Regions from separate parts of the Ovis aries genome. Here region 1 is linked to region 2. Evidence: chromatin contacts called from public Hi-C data. All regions are on one chromosome and are shown on one strand. The core of a region is the stretch at or near the end of the contact, and the rest is flanking DNA. Distances in the headings are between cores, read along the strand shown. Region 1 holds the start of CLXN (calaxin). Region 2 has its middle 19 kb from the start of TRNAR-CCU.

Region 1 (3,469 bases), core at 58-2,557, 74 kb before region 2:
CTCACAGTGAATGTATCCGAATACATCCACCCCTATTCATTCCCTACAATCCTATTAGAAATGCCACACCTGCCCGACAAGACTATGCATAGGAATACCAGTTAGCCATTAACTGGAAAACTCACAATCACTATCATTTCATATTAGTTACTGTTCTCAAGGAATCTGCTTCAGGATAACACAGTGCCTGCCTTCCTCAAGCATCCTTGACTCTGGATTCAAACAGCATCCCAGTCTTCCATTCCATAACAAATGAAAAAAGAAAACAGAATCAGAGACCTGATTTGGAATCGTTACTCATGGTCGGTAGAATTTTTCTGCTTTCCATTTCACAATGATAGTACACACACTATAAAATAATTCATATTAAAAAGAATTACTGCTTCTGAAGTGAAACAAGTGACATGTTGGAGAATATTGTACAACCTTTTCCTTCTGGCTGAACTAACCCTTGTTACTGTCTTAATTCAAACACGGTGTCTTATCTGTGTTAAAAGCAGAAACTTCTCTCAGAGTAAAGATGTAAAAATTAGCCTTTGTTTGCAGTCAAAAAACTTGTCTTTCAAATAAGTAAAAGATTCATTTTGCTGGGATATTCTTCCAGAAAAGCAAATTCAGGTTGTACCCCAGAGCCACTGTCCTTTGTCAGCATGTCTTTATTTGGAAGGTTGACTCTATCCAGCTTAAAAAATTGCTAGGGGGTTTTCCCCATATTCGACTGACAGCCTCCGCGCCTACCTCAAGAATGAGCAGGGAAGGGAAAAAAATAAATAATTATTACAAGTTCCTCTTGCTCTCAGTAACATCATCAAAACCTTGAAGATATCTTGCTGCAGACTCCCTTCTGGCATCAGAGCAAAAGGACTGGCAACCTGAGAGCAAGCCCCTCACCCTCCCTTCCTGCACAGCTGTCGTCCGGATCCACGCCTGCTCATTCCTGCATCCCCCAGGTTCCCAGACCTCCCTGAGGACCTGGCGTCACGCTCACCACCCAAGACATCCCCGCACGGAGCGCAAAACAAAATTCAGACCTTGACTTACGGTGCAGCACAGCAAAGGGGTTGTGAATCCGAGCCAGACACACCTGGATGGTCACTCGCCGATGTCACAGTCGGAAAGCGGTCGGAGGGCGCCTGGCCCGATGCCCAGTGAGAGAGCTCAGACCCAGCAACCAATCAGCGGCCGCCCGAGGGTTGCCATGACCACGCCGCCTGTTAGGACCGCGCCCTCTCCTGCCCAGCAGCCAATCGGCGGCCGCCCAGACGTTGCCCCGGCCACGCCGCGTGTTAGGACAGCATACACACACAGGGGAGACCTGCCTGCAGCCCCAGACCCAGGGCTCGCAACCGTCCTGGCAGCCGCCGCCGGACACCGGCCTCTTCCCGGTTTCCTGAGCTCCCAACATGAACCGCAAGAAGCTGCAGAAGCTGACGGACTCCTTAACTAAAAATTGCAAGCATTGTAAGTAAGAATCAAGGGCTGGGCGGGCAGAGACTCCCGGGTCAGGCCCTATCCTGCGGGTGCTAGAGTCTGGTCTGCAGAGTCCCTCCACGCCTGACCCTAAAGAGAAGTCTGGAAGGGAACACTAGCATCAGCTACTTTGGGTGGACACCCACAGAGCCCAGGATCTTAGGGAGCGTTTCCAGGTGTCGAGGCACCAAATTCTACACTCATGCATGCACGTGCTTGCTTCTCAAACCTTCTCTTAACTTCCCCTTACCTTATAAGAAATGTGATTTAATTACCCTGAAGACGTATGTGGCCCTAGCCTCAGATTTAGGTGGAAAACAAGCACTAAAAACCCACTGGAATCAAGAGAAGTAGCACAACAAAAAGCTCTTCTTAGAGCAAACCAACTGGCAAGGTCCAAGTTCTGGACATTACTAAGCGAACCTTATGGGAAAGTGGTTATCAATGGTTGAACATCCTTAGGAAAGGTGGGTTAAAGCGGTACAGAAACCTGTATCTCAGGGCAAGGAAATGTGCCTGGAAACCAAGGAGCTCAAAAAAGCTAATCACACAATACAGTATCTGTTCCCATCTCTGGGGCCCCACTTTCCTGCAAAGTGAAGGAGACTTGGCAGGTGACAAGATGAACACCTATGAAAGATATTAATGTTAATAACCTCCCTACTCCCATCTCACACATATTCTGAAAAGTGGTCCTAGAATTTCACAGGTAACCTTATAATTGTATTCAGACTCAAAAACAGAACTGTGCTTGGGCAAGGAAGCTATGGATCTGGTATAAATATTTGATGATCCAGCTTATAAGTTATGTGCTTATTACAAAACTACTGGCCTCTTAAAAAGTACAAGAAACCATAATCCCAAGACTATTCCCATGGTGCAAAGAAAGAAGAGCAAACATGTTTTGATGTAGTTTTAAAGATTATGGAATCTAGTGCCTTCTAATCAGAGTTAGTATCTTATATAATGAGAGGTAGGAAAGTCTGTCAGGATGGTGCTGCAAATAAAAGTTATGGTATGTATAAGCATCTTAAACTCTGAAAATGAAAGTTGTCCTATAATCTATTATTATGGTTACTATAATCTGAGAGTTTTGTCCTATTGTTTTTCTTAAAATACTTTCATTTGTTGGAAAAGACCAGATTTTCTTAAAACATCTAGTCACATATTGAATGAACAATGCAATAACTACTATACACGGCAAACACTGAATCTGATTTAGTTCCTTTTCCAGTGTGTTTGCAAATGTATTGCAGACATTCTGTGAATATATTAAAAGATAAGTGAAAACGGGACAAGAAAACCAGTCAACAGTTTTGATTTTTGTCCTTCACATAAAATTTTTAAAGTAAGTCTTAAGAAACTTGATGATTAAATTCTGTAGAAACAGTGAGAATCCCGGGCCAGGCAACTAATCATAGACGTTGTAATAATTTTGAAACTTTACACAGAAGACCTTTCTTCTAAAGTCAGATTTCCTTTTAGTTGCCAGGTGATGTTCCCAGCAGGATGAAGTGAGTAGATTTTGCAGAATCAGAGAAGAAAGTATCTTAAGTGGTGGTCTAGTTAATCCACCACCTGGCAGATCTGATCTGCAGAGCAGACTTACACCAATCTGAAAAGATGAAAAATCCCTTCTCCGATGTCCCTAATTTCATTTAGTATTGTATTCTTGAATTTAAGAAACATTTCAGCAAGAGAATTTTTCCTGTGGAAAAATTACTCAGCTTTGATACTTTGGGTAATAAGCTAATATTCTTTCATTTTTATTCAGCTGAGATGGGAAAATGGCTAATCAACACCCCCTCAGCTAGCATTTCATATACAGGAACAGATCGCATCATCTTTCATGCAAGTCTCTCTTCTCTAACCATTAACATCACTTTTTATTTTTAGAGTTTTTACTGTGGTTAAACACACACAATGTATTACACAAATTGTGTATTACACAAATACACAAAATGTATCACTTTAATTATTTGAAGTGCACAGTTCAGTG
Region 2 (3,538 bases), core at 1,013-3,512:
ACAGAGGGACCCTATGTTGGGTGGTTTAGTGTTTTAGTTAGTGTCTGGACTGCAGTGGTGTCCACACGACCCACACATGGATACAGCTATGTGTGGAACAAACAGACACGTACTGAGTGCAAGTCATCGGACTGAGGTGAGTGAGTCGTGTCAATATCGATGTCCTGGCTGAGCATCCTTCTGTGGCTTTGCAAAATGTTACCATTGGGGGAAACTGGGGAAGAGTACACAGCCCTCTCAACCACATATGAATCTGCAGCCTCCTTAATAAAAGTTTCAATTAAAGTAAAACAGCTGTGATAGGGCCAGTGTTGAGCACACACACACATGCGCACGCACACACACAGGTTCCTGCTGGCCCCTGAGCACAGCAGGAAAATGCGGTGAGCTCCTGATTTCAAATGCTTTGTTCCATCATTAAATCAAGGAGCTCCTGGAAAACGCAAGGTGAGTGTATGGAATGGAGGACGTGAGATCAGAAAGTTTTCCCAAGTCCTCGTGTCTATAATAGATAGGAACTAACAAAAATTCAGAACCACTAAACCCAACTGTAACATAAAAGCCTTTCTTACAAACCCCGGTGTAGTAACCCTGGCTAACGGGCAGTGACCTCACACGCATCACCGACCGTAAAATCCGCTAACCTGGAGAAGGAGATTTCCTTATCCGTTAGAGATGAGCAAACTGAGGCTGGAATAAGTAAGTAAGCAGGGGGCCATGTTGGTCTCTTCTCTTTGGAACCTCCTGCCTGTCCCCTGAAACTTCGGTAAAAATCTAATGTGTGAAAAGGAAGAAGCAATTGTTTTATGAATAAACTGAGAGGTCCCGCACTCGCAGCCAGACCACTGAAAGGCAGGACCCCTCCATCACAGGGAAGCCACTGCCGAATCCTGCCATCAACGTTTCAAAGGGTAAAGAGAGCACAGGGTGGGGCGAATCAGACGAACCTTACGTCTGCCTCTGGCAGCTCTAAAGGAACCTCATTCTCACTCTGGGTTTTGGCTCCATCTTCTTAACCAAACCACCAAGCATAGCCACTAACAGCCAACTCGCCAAATTGGACCTCGGTCTTCTCTGTGAGTCTTGGCCCAATTTCTGGCAAATTCATCAAGATACAGTCTGTGGGAGGAAACAGTGCCCTCGTAGCCTATTCAAAGCACTGTGATGCATCCGAGGCTCCTCAACATTCCAGCGCCCTGACGTCCAGCCACCGCCTGGGCCCATTGACCTCAAACGTTTAGACAAAACTCCCCAGGAAGCTGCTCTGCGGAAACGCTACCGGCCCCAGTCAGCCTGCCCTCAGACCAGCGCAGCTTCTTCTCAGTTCCACTTAAGGACTTTTGAAAAAAAAAAAAAGAAGTCCCGGCTTCGGGGCCAGGGAACCCTGGCCAGGACAACGCCCCCGGCCAGATCTCCAGACCCGCCGGCTGAAACAGTTTGGGACTGAGGTGGAAACCACCTACACTTCGTGTTAATTGTTGGTGAAGACAACACAAGCTCCGCCATCATTTTCTATTTTCCCTCTTTACCATCTTTTCAAAATGACTTTGTCGTGGTTTATAGCTGGCTGGTTTCTAGCTAATGAATATTTAGAACCCCAAATCCTTAAGCCCTTATTCCCTGCCAGAAGAGAAGGAACCACCAGCTCCAGGGAAAGACGGGGGCCCAGCCAGGCGCCCGGGCGCAGACGACGGGGCCAGAACCGGCCGAGGAAGCACGTCCCCCCGCCGAGCGGGGTCGGAAGTCTACCCTCCAGCCCCGGCCTGGGCCCCTCTGGGAACCCAGGAAGGAAAGGCGCTCCTGGCCGGCGCTCCGTGACAGAGAGCGATGCGGCCCTCTCAGAAACAGGGCAGGAGGCTTCCGGCTGCGAGAATCAGCGTCAGAACGCGCTCTGAGAGCGGCGGGGGCGGCTGGGGGCGGCGGGGTGGAAGGTTCTACCCACTGCACAGAAACTCACACACGCCTTCAGCACCATTAGCAGAAACAGCATCTTGTTTCCAATTCGGCTGCAGATAATGAAATTAGCCCCCAAATTACCATAAAGTGGAACAAGTAGGCACAAAAGCGGGAGGTGGGTCTGGAGGCCTTCGCCCTCCCCCCTGCAGACCAGTCTCGGCTCTGGCTCTTAGCTGTTTAAATTCAAAGCAACGCTTCTGTTTTTCTAAGTCGCCGTCTTGACCCCAAGCAGATAAAGAGCGCCGCGTGACACATTCAGCAGAGTTGCTGTGTTCTTGCTCTGTTTACATCAGGAAATCCAGCGGGTGGGGACTGGCTGGGCGCCGGCCCGGGCGCTGGGCCTGACTCCATCCAGATGTGCGCCGGCTCCAGAGTGGCTGCCGCGCGCAGTAAACGGGCACCGAGGCGGCCCCGCGGGCGCACAGAGGCGGCGAGAGGAGGAGGGACCGCGGCGCGCGGAGGAGGGACCGCGGGGGCGCACGGGGAAGGGGCGCTCGGAGGGGGGCGCGCGGGGAGGGGGCGCTAGGAGGCGGTTGCATGGGGGAGTGCGCGGGGAGGGGCCATTCGGGGAGAGGTCGCAGGAGAGGGGGTGAGCGGAAAGGGGGAGCTGGGGGAGGCACAGGGACGGGGCGCGAAGGGAGGGGCTGTGGGGGAGGGGCGCACCCACGGGGCGGAGAGCAGGGACCTCGAGCGCGACGCCAGCGACCCCGGGAGTGGGCCCCCGCGCCGTGTGCATTTCCCTGTAAATGTGCTACACTTTAAAGAACAGGGAGCGCAGTATATCACTGGGAATGTTGGCTGTCTATTGGTCCCTGTGGATACTGCTGGGTTAGTACGACTTGTAACCAGAGCAAGAGAAACATAAAAAAAAGCCGGGAAACACTGCCAATTAGTCATTACAAGGAGATTGTAAAAACAAGAGAAAGAAAGAGGGGAAGCAGAAGGAATAAAAGAATAAAATGCCCCAGGAAAAAAAAGAAACTAGATGCGCTTTTGTTCTGGAATACAGTGAACAGGCAGCAAGAGAGACTGCTGGCTAACCAGGGGTCCTGCAAGCCAGCAGGTTCCCAGGGCGGCCCTGGAGGGACCCCAAAGCCATCTCCGGTCGGCACCCCTCTGCTGTGCTTGCAGGACTCGGGCTAACCAGTGGGCAGGCGGTGTGCTGTGGAGCAGGGCCCGATTGTGTAAAATCCAAGTTAGACATTTATTTCTGATCGCCAGCGGCCTACACGGTCCTCGCTGCTGAGTTATAAGAAAAAGAAACAGGAACCAGTTTCTTTTCCTCACAAGTTCCTACCAGCCACGGACTTCAAGCACACTGTGGCCACACTTGCTGAACATTGTTTTCAACCTGATGGTATTCTGATTAAAATATCTTCCCCCCTCACCCTGCCTTTTGCTGGATTCACAGCTCCAAGAACGTGGGTATCATAAACTGAGATGGGTCTGCAGGCGCCTCCCCGGCTTCAGTCCCTTTGTCCCTTCTCCAGATTGAAGCCCCAGTGTGTTTCGCAGCAGAAGCCCAGGGTGGACAACGCTTCTTCCAGGGAACAGCCTTCAAGCAATGGGGCAGGAGGAGGGG

Evidence for each region. Hi-C and Micro-C count contacts between places; a contact is called where the count stands out from the background.
Region 1: a contact with region 2 is called in a Hi-C map of tail adipose tissue, with 1.8 times the contacts expected there. The contact joins the promoter of CLXN here to the enhancer-like site in region 2. A contact is called at or near these places in 2 of 16 Hi-C or Micro-C datasets (muscle and tail adipose tissue).

What each region holds. Positions count from the first base shown.
Region 1 is chr9:32,840,593-32,844,061 of ARS-UI_Ramb_v3.0, reverse strand. It overlaps CLXN (calaxin), which reads left to right and starts at 1,307. Exons shown (of 8, transcript XR_006060825.2): 1 at 1,307-1,461. LOC105616018 (a long non-coding RNA gene) reads right to left here and starts at 1,120. Exons shown (of 3, transcript XR_006060827.1): 1 at 1,032-1,120.
Region 2 is chr9:32,767,830-32,771,367 of ARS-UI_Ramb_v3.0, reverse strand. No RefSeq gene overlaps it. Among named protein-coding and RNA genes, the nearest start is that of TRNAR-CCU, 19 kb to the left of the region's middle. Within about 2 kb of position 2,262, at least 35 of the 54 cell types and tissues checked have an H3K27ac peak or open chromatin away from gene starts, as enhancers often do. A contact at or near this core is called in tail adipose tissue, where this site is marked.